2 separate regions of the Mus musculus genome follow, and region 2 is linked to region 1. The links are chromatin contacts, called in public HiChIP or PLAC-seq maps. All regions are on one chromosome and are shown on one strand. Each heading gives the region's core, a stretch centred on a gene start, on an enhancer-like site or on the middle of the called end of the contact. The rest is flanking DNA. Distances are from core to core; before and after follow the strand shown. Region 1 overlaps Cyfip1 (cytoplasmic FMR1 interacting protein 1). Region 2 holds the start of Nipa2 (non imprinted in Prader-Willi/Angelman syndrome 2 homolog (human)).

The links. HiChIP or PLAC-seq counts read pairs in DNA pulled down with a chosen protein or histone mark.
Region 2: a contact with region 1 is called in an H3K4me3 HiChIP or PLAC-seq map of bone marrow-derived macrophages, with 2.4 times the contacts expected there. The contact joins the promoter of Nipa2 here to the enhancer-like site in region 1. A contact is called at or near these places in 3 of 39 promoter capture datasets (the C10 cell line, cranial neural crest and liver), 3 of 484 Hi-C or Micro-C datasets (centroblasts, conventional type 1 dendritic cells and peritoneal macrophages), 3 of 115 datasets of contacts at active chromatin or transcription factors (bone marrow-derived macrophages and embryonic stem cells) and 3 of 9 other capture datasets (adipose tissue, liver and pancreatic islet).

What each region holds. Positions count from the first base shown.
Region 1 is chr7:55,866,035-55,872,134 of GRCm38.p6, forward strand. Cyfip1 (cytoplasmic FMR1 interacting protein 1) reads left to right here. Exons shown (of 31, transcript NM_011370.3): 2 at 5,825-5,942; 3 at 6,033-6,100. The coding sequence starts at 5,826. Among named protein-coding and RNA genes, the nearest start is that of Cyfip1, 27 kb to the left of the region's middle. Within about 2 kb of position 2,392, at least 42 of the 459 cell types and tissues checked have an H3K27ac peak or open chromatin away from gene starts, as enhancers often do. A contact at or near this core is called in bone marrow-derived macrophages, where this site is marked.
Region 2 is chr7:55,959,529-55,966,517 of GRCm38.p6, forward strand. Nipa2 (non imprinted in Prader-Willi/Angelman syndrome 2 homolog (human)) reads right to left here and starts at 2,965. Exons shown (of 7, transcript NM_001256130.1): 1 at 2,672-2,965; 2 at 1,924-2,044. It overlaps A230056P14Rik (RIKEN cDNA A230056P14 gene), which reads left to right and starts at 3,003. Exons shown (of 6, transcript NR_015495.2): 1 at 3,003-3,144.

The sequences.
Region 1 (6,100 bases), core at 1,142-3,641:
TGATAGGGGGAAAAACCATTTTGTTTAAAAAAGAAAGCAAAATCTAGCCACACTTTGCTGGGAGGAGACAGCTTTTCCTTGTCACGATTTGCCGGGAGGAGATGGCTTTCCTTGGTGGGCCTCCACCTTTTCAAATGGCATTTTCAGTTTTGAGAGGGACAGCTGTGGTGCCTTTTACATGCCATTTCAAATTCTAAGGAGGAGGAGTTCTGATATTTCCCCCTTCCTTGAAACTAGTGTGTTACCAGGGAAACAAGCTGCTCCTACTAGCTGACCTGCTGTCAGTTTGGAGATGTTTATTTTCCTAGTTTTCTTCCCAATTCTGTCCATTTTGCTGTGGAATTTGAAGGTTTTGGGTTCGATGCAGACAGAGCTAAGGCCATTCTGCCATCAGAGCATGGCTCCTTTTATGGTGTAAGGCCATGGTTTCCCTACAGTAACCTACTTTCTCTGAAGGCCCAAACCCACTGGCTTCCATTTGACTAGTTCTTACCTGTTGGCTCCTTTCTCTTCTGCTTTCACTAACAGATCCATCTATCCATCTTTAATCCTTTTAGATCATTTAGAGTTAATGTAATTATTGATGTTTGGATTTGGCACGGTTCTTCGTTAGATATATGTGTTATTCTTTCTTTCTTTCTTTCTTTCTTTCTTTCTTTCTTTCTTTCTTTCTTTCTTCCTTTCTTCCTTTCTTCCTTTCTTCCTTTCTTCCTTTCTTCCTTTCTTCCTTTCTCTCTTTCTTCTCTTTTCTGGCTTTGTGTCATTGGTTTGTTTGGTTTGGTGCTCAGAATTGAGTGCAAGGCTTTAAGCACACTAAGCAGTCTATCACGGAGCTACACTGTCAGCCCTCTTTCCACCTTCTTTTAGAATTTGAGCATTTTGTAGTTTTCTATTTGAATTTATCCCACATTGTGTCTATTTAATAGTAATTTCCAGTTAAACCTAAGACTTTGTGCATTCAAGAAGAACAATCTACCACTGAGCTAAATCTTGAGCCCAGTAGTTACTTTTCAGCACTGTGTAGCTCTTTGCTAGTGGGTGTTATAAAGATTACAGAGTACATGCCTATTAACTTTCCCTAATCCTTAGGGCTAGAGAACGTGGAGATCTTACCACCATGTAGGGTTGCTTTTCTCTGGTGAATTGAGTTCCCTTTTGTGCCTTTGTACTCTGGGTAAAATAATTGAAAAACAGACTTAGAAGGTTGCTTGAGAACCATTTTATTCGAGTTTTTGAAAACAAAACAAAACAAAAACCCAACAGGGCAGGTAAGCTGTAAATCTTGGCAGTTCCCAGGGAGAAGGGAGCTGGGAAAACCCATGCCTTGAGTTAGGAGCAACAATGCATGTCTCTAAACAGCCGTTAAGGAAAACATGCGTAGGGTTTCGGCTGGTGTTCAAAGAAGAGGGAGACAGGAGGAAGGGGAAAAGTTACAGCTCAAAAGATGGGCACCCTCAGCAGAGATCTGCAGGCAGTGACCCTGAAGGAGGGGCTTCTGGGTTATCTAAGTACTTTAATTCATTAAAGAAATGGTTGCTTTTCCCATGTGCTTGGTTAGCATGGTGAATTAGCTAATCAGGTAATCTGTCCAGGTAATTGAATGTCTAGTTGGATTGTCTGTCTGTCTGTCTGTCTATTTGATGGATACCCCGTTCCCAGTGTTCCTCCGCTCCTCCCCCCCCCCCATCCCCTCTGACAAGGTGGAAGCCCCATTACCACTTTCCCTCCAACCCCCGGGACATCAAGTCTCTACAGGGCTAGGCACATCCTCTCTCACTGAGGCCGGACAAGGCTTTTATCTCTCTCCACATAGTGCTGGCTGGCCTTGACCCCAGGAATCCACCTGCCTCTGCCTCCTGAGTGTTGGGATTAAAGATGTGTGCTGCCATGCCCAGCAGTTGGAGTAACTTTTAAACATTTTTTTCCACAACATAACATTTTTATTAATTATTTAGGAATTTCATACAATGCATCCATCCTTTTCCCTCTGGCCTGCCTGTGTGCTTAAGCTCATGTGGAGAATTGTCAAGTTTTCTACATTTTATCTTTCAGTTCTAAGAATCTCCACTGTCCACAGACATACATGCCAACAAAACACTCATACACCTACATTCAAATAAAAAATAAAATTACAGCCAGGTAGTGGTGGCACATGCCTTTAATCCCAGCACTTGAGAGGCAGAGGCAGGCGGATTTTTGAGTTCGAGGCCAGCCTGGTCTACAAAGTGAGTTCCAGGAAAGCCAGGGCTACACAGAGAAACTCTGTCTCGAAAAAACAAACCAAAACAAAACAAAAATAAAATTACAAAAAAATCTCCACTGAGTTCTCGTTTCTTTGGTTTGGCTGCTTGTTGTTCACCCTGAACTTCTCCATTTGGTTACTGGGACTTTTCACAGTTGATGCTTTGAAGTCAGAGGTAGGAGCTGTGACTTCCTGCTGTTGATTGTATAATCACATCATGTATATTAATGAAAACGCAATTACATCAATTTCCTCCTTTCTTCCCGCCAGCCTGCCTCGGGTAACCCCTCTCGCTCTCTCGCTCTTTCCATGTTCCCCATTCCTCTCAAATTCATAACCTCTTTTTCTTGATTGTCACTGTTACATACTGGCATATATATTCATAATATATAAACATAGCCTGATGAGTCTGTGTGTATATGGTTTCAGGGCTGATTGCTTAGGGTTAGATAACCAGTTAGAAGGCTTACCCCCGAGGAGAGGCTAATCCTCCTTCTTTTCCTATGGGTGCGACCTCTAAAAGAGCACAGAGTCCTCGTCCTCACAGATAGCACTAGAGAAACCAGGAATGTTACACTCACAAAGGCTTACAGGGATTTATACCTGCTTTCCACCCAGAAGGCTGGGACTGGATGTTGTTAATAGCCTGGTGAACTTCGCTATTCTATAGAGCTAGGCCTCACTTGAATCCCTCCAGACTCGTGAGCATTATTTCTCCCTCATTAGAACCAACTCTTAAGAAAGGGTTACTTTACATGGCCTCTGCAGAAGAGTTTACTATTCTTATTACAAAGCTTTCCTACCTAGACAGCTGTCCTGAGCATTGTTTCTCAGTCAGTAGAACATGCATATGACATACTTTACAAGGGAGTTTCAATGTAGTCATGCCTTAAGCTTTGTTGTAATAATTATCAGAAGGAAACTTGTTTTCAAAGTTGTACTGTGCTTAAATATGTCAAAATTAAACCACTGGAGGGTCACCTCTGCCAGCTATAACATTTGCAGGGAACCCCCTCAGGGACCCTTTGAGATTTTACCTCTGTGGTAAATGGTGAATAAAATGGCCTGAATGGGTATATAGAGGGTGGTATTATTAGTAGGTGTGGCCTTGTTGGAGGAAGTGCGTTATTAGTCACGGACTTTGAGGTTTCAGGAGCTCAAGCCAGGCTTTATGGTTCAATAGTTTTCCTGCTGCCTGCCAATCTGGATGTAGAACTCTCAGCTCCTTCTCCAACACCATGTCTGCCTGTGCACTGCAGTGCTTCCCACCATGGTGATAGTAGGCTAAACCTCTGGAACTGTAAGCCAGTCTCAATTAAATGGTTTGCGTGTAAGAGAGGCTGTGGTCATGGGGTCTCTTCACAGCAATAAAACCCTAAGACAACCCCTTTCTGCCTTAGCATGTTTATTGATACTGCCATTGTTCGAGTCTTGTTTATGCAACCATTTGTAAAATACTGTTTCACAGCAGATATCCTGGCGTTTTGGCTCTTAGACCCCAACATGTGACCTGAACTGTAGATGTGTAGGATATGTGATGTAAATATAGCCATCAGGGGTGGGTTCTCCAAGAGCTGTTCATCTCTGCATTGTGTCCGGTTGTGCTTTCCTGTAATTCCCCAAGAGCTGTTCATCTCTGCATTGTGTCCGGTTGTGCTTTCCTGTAATGGCCTCCATTTGCTCTAAAAAGAAGCTTCTTTGGTGAGGGATGATACTGCATTTGTTTTGGATATAATGATGAGATTTATAATGCAGTTAGGAATTATTCTGGACTGGTAAAGTGGAAGTAGCAGATTTTCTTCTGAGATCCATGGCCTCAGTAGCCCCAGGAAGTTGCCTAGGAGGTCTTTATGTGCTGGGTAACACATAAAGTGGAAACTGGACATTGTGGATGTTATGCTATGAGACTTTGGTCTTACCATAACCACTGGAGGGTGTTGCTGCTTTTACGTTTATTAAGCAAACAGCCTGTGTTCTCTGGGCTGTAGCTCCCATTTCAGTACTGCTTCTGCTATGCCACTTAGACCTGTCTTCCGCTGTGTGTTTCAGTGGCTATATGAGACCTTTCTTGTGGCTTTATAAGTACATGCAGTCTTAGATCAATACTTGTGCTGTTTGAGGTCAGTCTGGATTTTTTTAAAAAAATGTTTATTTATTTATTTATTTATTTTATGTGCATGAGTACACTGTAGCTATTTTCAGACACCCCAGAAGAGGGCATCAGATCCCATTAGCGATGGCTGTGAGCCAATCATTCAGTCTGTAATTTGATGAACAGTTCTGAGGACTCTCTGTTCCTCACCACACTGACTGAGGACTTGCTGGGTCTCTGGAACCTCCCTTTTCAGTTTCCGTCTTAGACTGTAACTCTGCTCCTTCAGAGGACACAAGGGCAGCATGCCGAGGCCTGTGGGTCTTTAACGTCCGCACTGCCATTTTGTGGAGACTTGGATCCTTTGTGCTACTTCCATCTTAGAACACAACCTGTCCTGTGGCTCCACCTGTGGACAGAGCCCAGGTCTTCATACCTCCCCTCCAGGAGAGTGGACTATCTTTGTACCCCACCACCTATCCTGCTAGGGCCAGAACACTTTCAGTGGGAGGGAGGGTCTGTGCTTCTTCTGCGTTTTGTAGCTGGCATAGAAGACTTGTGTTATACCTGCACCTCTCTGCATTTCTGTCCTAGCCTTGGTGTTTATGACTTTCTCTCTAACAGCCACTTCCCTAGTTCACCTTGGACATAACTTCTCTAGTAGCATGTCTGTGATTCCAGCCTGCCTGATTCTAGCTGTACTGCTGGTGGCCAAGGGCAATGCTCTCACGCCTGTCCCTTATATATTTGGAATAACCATGCAGTAGATGCTGCCCTCTTGCAGCCATTTGAAGGTTTAGTATAGAGGGTACTCTGAGGGGCCCTAAGCACTAGCAACTAGGACTGGAGTGCCAGTATAGAAAGGGTGTGGGAAGTGACAGCAAATGTAGTATCCAGAATATTCTATAGTAACCAGGTATCCTTAGTTAGGGACTCTATTTGCTGTGAGGAGACACTATAAAACTCTTATAAAGGAAAACACTTGATTGGTGCTGGCTTACAATTTCAAAGGAAGGGAAACATGGCAGCATGCAGGTGCACATGGTGATGGGGGAGCTGAGAGTTCTGCATCTTGATCCATAGGCAGCAGAAGCAATTGTGTGCTATCCCGGGTGTAGCTTGTGCATAGGAGACCTCAAAGTCTGCCTGCACTGTGGCACACTTTCTCCCACAAGTCACACTTATTTCATCAAGACCACACCCCCTAATCGTGCCACTCCTTATAGGCTAAGCATTCAAACACATGTCTGTGGGGCCCATTCCTATTCAAACCACCACCCCAGGGTGACTATGAAGGTCAAGAGAGCCTTCCCAATAAGCCTGGAGGAAGGAAAGGCTCCCAAGGATAGTCCCCAGGCCCTTGTGCTCTGGTCGTCTCCAGTGCCCTTGAAAGAAAGGGAAGAGAAGCCCATGTGACCCGCTGAAAGCTTGTTGTGTATTCCAGGCCACATCTTTCCTCACGGGTGGCTCTGTACTTTGTTCTGTTGCAGGATGGCTGCCCAAGTGACACTAGAGGACGCACTGTCCAATGTGGACCTCCTGGAGGAGCTGCCTCTGCCTGACCAGCAGCCCTGCATCGAGCCCCCACCGTCCTCGCTGCTCTATCAGGTAGGTCTTGGGGCAGATGTGACGTAGCTGGCTGCTCTGACCTCTCAACGTGACCGTTTGTTTGTTTGTTTTTTTCCCATTTTCCTTCAGCCAAATTTCAACACCAACTTTGAAGACAGAAATGCATTTGTCACTGGCATTGCAAGATACATCGAACA
Region 2 (6,989 bases), core at 1,715-4,214, 94 kb after region 1:
AATCTACTCCTAATTGTCTATTTACCGGCTTCATTGCAAAGGGCCCAACCAAAAAGCACTCCTGTAAGCAATTCCTAGTTGAATTCCAGGAGCCAAAGTAACTACCATGTTTCCTGAATTCCCTAGACTTTAGCCTATTCCATTCTGAATTTCCTAACCTGTATTAAGGTTACTTATATAGATCATAACCTCCTTCGCTGTGGCTCTCAGTGAAAAACTGGGCTTGCCTATAAATCACATTTACTTAAACTAACAAAGGTGTTCTGAGTACATAATGTATGAACAAGGGGATAGAGCCATGAAGAAAAACACAGACCAAAACTCTGGTCTTCATGAAAGTTACCTCCCAGACAGAAGCAAGGTAAAACAAGAAATAAAAGGGCACTGCAATGTGGTAAATGCCATGGTGAAAAATAATGCACACTAAGGCGCTAAGGGAGGAGGCCTTGATGAGGTAACACTGCGCAGACTTGAAAGGGATGGAAAAAGAACAAAGTGGCACTATAAACGCAGGCTCTACTTAAGAGCAGGTATGCTGTTTTCTGGGAAAGGAAAGATTACTATGGTTGAGTCTAAGTGAGCAAAGTTATGTGAGATACCACAGTAGAGTAACATTCCAACATTACATGTTAGACCACACAGGAGCCCTATAAGCAAGACACAAAGCCAAAAAATATGAACACACCTGCAATCCATTTATTCTTACTTAAAGTCCTCACAGAACTTTATACAAGTGTTAATTTCAAATTTATCTATACAAAATCAATACAACTAGCTATATACAAAATGTTATAGCTGGGAATGTTTTAATCTGAGATATGTGCTTAGTTCTACAATAAAGAAGTATGTAGAACTTTAGTTTGTCAAGTAGGGAGTTTTAAAGTCTCTAATACAATTTTTACTAACTATAACCTTCATGTTATACATTAAATCTCACAACTTACTCTATATACCTGTTACTTTGCATCCTTTGATGCAAGTCTCTCTTCAACCCACCATCACATGTCATGTCGCTCTACAGAGTTCTTGTGTCTACCACAACAAATGCCCTCAAATAAGTCAGATTTAGGTAAAGCTTTTTATATTTTCTATAGAAAAAAATTGGGTACTATTTAATCATATGTGACTCATTTTATATCTTCACAGAGCTTCAAAGTCAGTAGAACTGCTTTCCTTACATCAAAGGGCTACCACTTCAAACAATATCAGAGGATAGTGTTATTTCTCCTTGACAGCCACAGAAAACACATCTCAGAATGTTAGGCACTCATGAGAGGATCACTCAGAAAAGAGATTGGCTCTACTAATCCTGACTGCCATATCATCTTAAAATGTTAGAACTGAAGGGTCTCCTTATGGAGTCCAGGCTGGCCTTGATCTTGAAATCATCCTGTCCCAGCCTCCGGAGTGCTGGAATTACAAGCTTGTATCACCATACCTGGCTGTAAAAGTTCAGCTCTTAAGTCTACTTCTACATAATGTTTACTACTATCTAAAGCTTATAGCAGTCTCAGCTTCAGGTTTAGCTCATTTTTCTTGTGTGTGCACACCTAGTAGTGGTATTTCCCGTATCTGTGAAAAACTAAAGAAAACAACATTATCAGTCATTCTCCACCTTATTTTTCCTGATGGGGCCTCTCAATCAACCTAAAGTTTACTGACTCAACAAGACAAGCTAGACAAGAGGTGGGCAGGAACCTCCGGGCAGTGGTGGCGCATGCCATTAATCCCAGCACTAGGGAGGCAGAGGAGGCCAGCCTGGTCTACAGAGTGAGTTCCAGGACAGCCAGGACTACACAGAGAAACCCTGTCTCTATAAAAATCAAAACAAAAAACAACCAAACAACCAAACAAAAAAATACTACAGAACCTAATCTCCGATCTAACTTAGCAATACTGTTAGAAATTAAAATTTTAACTTACATGTAAGTTTAATATGGTCTTTCTTTTAAAAAACAGAGATGATTTATTCATTCTCATTTTCTTGGAAACGCTATCCTTTATTCCCATTTAAAGTATTTAACCACGGCAGAGTAGTTCCACCCTGGAAAGAAGAAAATATGGAAGTAGGTGAAAGGACAGAAAATTACTAAATACTTAGATATATAGTTACTGGCCTTCCTGTTCTTTCACTTAGTAAGTACTGTAAGAGCTTCTACATACAGCTTACTGGAATGAAAAACGTCAAATCTCAGACTTCCTCTTTTAACTTTAAAAATAATTAATATGGTATCAAACGGGCACATGATATAGAATCTAAAGAAACTGCACTCAAGACCACTCCTAAACTAAATGCCTTGCCATTATCGTAGAGAAATCAAAGAAGCAGGAACCCCAAACCCTGCATTTTGTGTAAACCCTATTAAGTGCCAGGGAACTGAGTCAAGCAAGCTCAAAACGTTACAGCAAGCCGAAACCATCTTCTGAAAACTCACGAAGGCAAATAAAACTGATATGCAGAACTTAACGAGTACGCGACCGGACAGGGCCAACCAGCCAGACTTCTGCCGGATTGAATGGCAATCAATCCGACTCACTGCGGATCACCAGGGAAGCTGCGTCCACCCCAGAACACGCGAAAAAGCAAGTCGCCCCGGGGCCCTTCTCCGACCTCAGGCGGCCGACACAGCCCGCAGCTCCGCCCTGGAGCTCGCTTACAGGAAGTAGCTACCTTAGGGCCGTCGCAGGCCGGCGGGCGACTCGGCTCCCTCCGGGACGCGACCCCGGTGCCCGCTCAGACCCCCACGCAGGCAGCTCGCTCCTGCGCGCACACAGCCACCGTCTCCGGCGACGTCCCGCGGGAAGTTCGTGCATCCGAGACTGCAGTGAGCGCCGCCTCCTCCATGGGAGAGCCGAGAGGAGCCTACCTCGGACAGCCTTCGGCCGCACCGCGGCCAGCACCAGAAGAGCCGCCGAGAACCTGCCGGGAAACCTGGGCGCAGACTAGTGACGTAAACCGCGCGCGCTGGGCAGGCACAGCTCAGGCCCCGCCTCCGCAAGGCTCTTCGCCCCGCCCTGACAGCGAGCCGGAGGAGCCGTACCTTCTAAGGTCATCTTTGCTCACCTACTCATCAAAAATCCAGCCCTGTTATTTAAAATCCGATTTCCTGGGAGTCTTCACGTGGGACCTTTGGGATGGAGGAGGTGGGTTTGACCGCAAAGGGCGGAAGTGGGCGGGACAAGGAGGCAGGTTTCCAGGGAAGAGACAGTAAAGCTTGTGGAGGAGGACCTTGTGATTTGGACAAGAGATCTTTTCCACGAGATGCACAGGAAACAAAGTAATAGCTTTTTCTCGGCTGCTTTTGCTTTGAAAAGACCATTGAAGGCTGCTGAAAATCCTTGTTTACAGGATATGTTACTCCAAGAACATTTGTTTGGGTGTGTTTGGGAGGGAGATCCTTGTAAAATGAATTATACATTTATTGAAACATTAAAAACAGCACTGTAGTTTTCCTATCTCCTATGCTAATGCTTTGGACGTGATGGTCTAAAACATTGAGGGAGTGGCTAAGTAGCTAATTTAAAAGCTACTCTGCTGTGAACTTGACAACCAGATACCCAAGTGTCTTAGAACTGGCTCTTGAGGACTTATTTTGCTCAATTTTTAGGGTAGGCTAATTTCTAGATGACATGCAAGTGGGACTTTGATGATCAGGTAAATACAGAATGACTCCAATTTTTCCACCTTTCCATGTGTCCACAAATTTTACAGTACCTGCATCTCCACTCTCCCTGAATCTGCATTGGCTGGGGGAATGGTATTGAGCAAAGAAAAATGCAATGAAACTTGATAAGAAGCCCGGACTGGTGGGCAGGAGGGAATAATGGAGAACAAATGTAGTACAATGTAGACCAGGAACAAAGCCACCATACTGACTTCCTTCCTGGCTAACTCAGAATTGCTGGCAAGGGTCAGGTTGGTTCACATCAGCAAAACTGCCCCACTGACCCATCGGCCTAAAAGAAAGAATAAGTGATTGCCACCTCATTTTGGTTTAAATTGATAGGCAGCAATAACTTAACTGATAAAGATGGCAACAGACATCTCCAAAGACCTGTTGATTATCATAAAGGCACTGGTTGGTTCATTTGAACAGGTGTGTGCCGTATGTGGGATCAGCATTGTAATTTAACCGTGGTAGAGAATTATCTTGTGGCACCTCCCTCTCCCTTCCCTTCCTCCTTCTCACTCCCTCCTCCCCATTGTCCTAAACATCCAAGGTACAGATCCTTCTCATCCATCTGCTTTCATCATTACAATCCTTTAGCTACTGTCACACTCATTATCTGGTCCTCCAAGCCAGTACTCACATCACACAGTGGAGTGAGTGTGGTGTGTGTGTGTGTGTATGTGTGTGTGTGTGTGTGAGTGCCTATTTAGTATGCTGCGGGCTCCTTAAATGCGCAAATCATTTTTCTAAGTCATAATGTTCCATATCTAATATTGTGTGACTGTTCAAGCAGTGATCATGGGTACCTTTAAAGTTTTAAAATCTAATTTTTGTAGGCCCTTAGGAGACAGAAACAGCAGGATTGCCACAAATTGAAGACTAGCCTGAGCTACATACACATTTTCAGGGAAGCTTGGTTACAGCGTGAGACATTGTTTCCAAAGGAAAACAAAACAAAAGAAAAGTTAAATAATATTGTAATTCTCATATGTTCCTGATGGAATTTAAACTAGCACAACCTTGGGAAATGGACTGACAGCTTCTACAAAAGTTGAATATAGTTAAACATGGTAGCAGATACCTTTAATTCCAGCACTTAGAAGGCAGAGTTCAACCCAGTCTGGTCTACACAGGAAGTTCCAGGACAGATAGGGCTATATAGACAGATGGTGTCTCAAAAAAAAAAAAAAAGCTAAACATACTACAACCATATGACCCAACTGTTTAAGTTATCTATCAAAAAGAAATGAAAACATTCATATAAGCATGAGAGAAATTGTAAATAAATATTCTATAGCTACAGCGGTTATATTTGCAATGACAACAAGCACACCTGTACACATCGCAAATAGCCTAATGTGAGTGGGAAACTAGCCAGTAATAAAACGAAGTGAACTACTGATAGATGCTATAAAATGACTGAGTCTCTGAGAAGTGAAAGCCAGCCTCTCCTTGTACATAAAATATCTGGCTAAGAGAATTAAAAGGAAATGGGAGCTGGAGAGAGGGCTCAGCTGGTAAGAACACTGGCTGCTCTTCCATAAGACCAGGGTTCGATTCCCAGCACCCACATGGCAGCTCACCAGTGTAACTCTAGTTCCAGAGGATCTGGCACCCTTGCACAGACAAACATGCAGGCAAACACATCAATGCACATAAATAATAATAAATCTTGGAAAAGAAAATCTAGGGACTAGGAAGTAGCACATAGTGACAAAAAGTGATGGTGTGGGCACGGAGGGGCAAGAAAAGCAGGTTTCAAGGACCCAAAGGAAACTGGCATAACGACTGTTTTCAGTTTTGTTCCTGATGTGACTTTCATCACATACACTGCATGATATGCTTGTGGTGGTTTGAATATGCTTGGCCTATTATTAGGAGGTGTGGCCTTGTTGGAGTAGGTGTCACTGTGGTGGTGGTATTTGAGGTCAGATATGCAAGCTCCACCCAGTGCACAGAGAGTACCCTTCTCAGTGCCTTTGAATCAAGATGTACTCTTAGCTCCTTCTCTAGCACCATGTCTGCCCCAATTAAATGCTGTCTTTTATAAGAGCTGCCTTATTCATGGTGCGTCTTCACAGCAATGGAATCCTAACCAAGAAAACACACTAGATGATTACAACCTCTTATGTGCCAATTATACCTCAATAAAGCAATTAAATCCTGTTTGTCACTTCTACAAAACCAGTCAAGATGCATAGTAGTTTTTTGTTTGCTTTTGTTTTCTGAGACCAATTCTCACTAGGTAGCTATACCTATCCTAGAACTCACCAGGCTTTGAACTCACAGAGATCTACTCACCTCTGCCTCCCCAACTCTGGGATTAAAGGCATGCACTACTGTACCCGGCAGATAGTATTTTTTTGTTTTGTTTTTCAAGACAGGGTTCCTCTATGTAGCTCTGGCTGTCTTGGAACTTGCTCTGTAGACCAGGCTGGCCTTGAACTCACTGAGATCCACCTGCCTCTGCCTCCTGAGTGATAGGATTAAAAGCCTGCACCACAACGTCTGGACTTAAAACAGTATTTTTTAAAGTGCGGCTAATAAATAGGTTTTTTTGTGTGTTATATTATCACAAAAGCACAGAACTGAAGAAAAAAATCATATTTTTCTTCAGAGAATGGTCACAGATAAAGGAAAGCAGCAAGGGCTGAAGAGATGGCTCAGTGGTTAAGAGCACTGGCTGCTCTTCCAAAGGTCCTGAGTTCAATTCCCAGCTACTATATGGTGGCTCATAACCATCTGTAATATGATCTGATGCCCTCTTCTGACACATGGGTGTACATGCAGAGAGAGCACTCAAACACATTAAATAAAGCTTTAAAAAAAATTTAGAAAGAGGCAGGAAGAACAGACAGACTCTAAACAGGCACACTCTGATATATAAGAGGGGCCTTTGAAAGGATGTAATGTTTCCATAACCAGAATAAAACCTGAATTGAACTTTCGGTTCCAGAGCCTAGAAACCAACCTGTGTTGTTATAAACCCCCAAATCTGTGGTAGTTGAAAACGGTCAAACTATATCAAATTTGGAGGAAGAGAAGATAGCAAAAGCCCCAGATATCTTAAGGAACTATAAAAAGGAACAATTTTATATACAGGCAAAAAAAAATTTTTTTTTGGTTGTGTAGTCCTGGATGTCCTAGAACTCACAAATCCACCTGCCTCTGCCTCCCAAGTGCTGGGATTAAAGGTGTGCGCCACCACACCCGGCTTATATACAGGCAAATGAGTTGGACCATTTCTCTCCATCTGGTTCACTGTTTCATTTATTTTACTTAGATTGTTTGTATTTTGCTACTTAGTTGCCTTGCCGC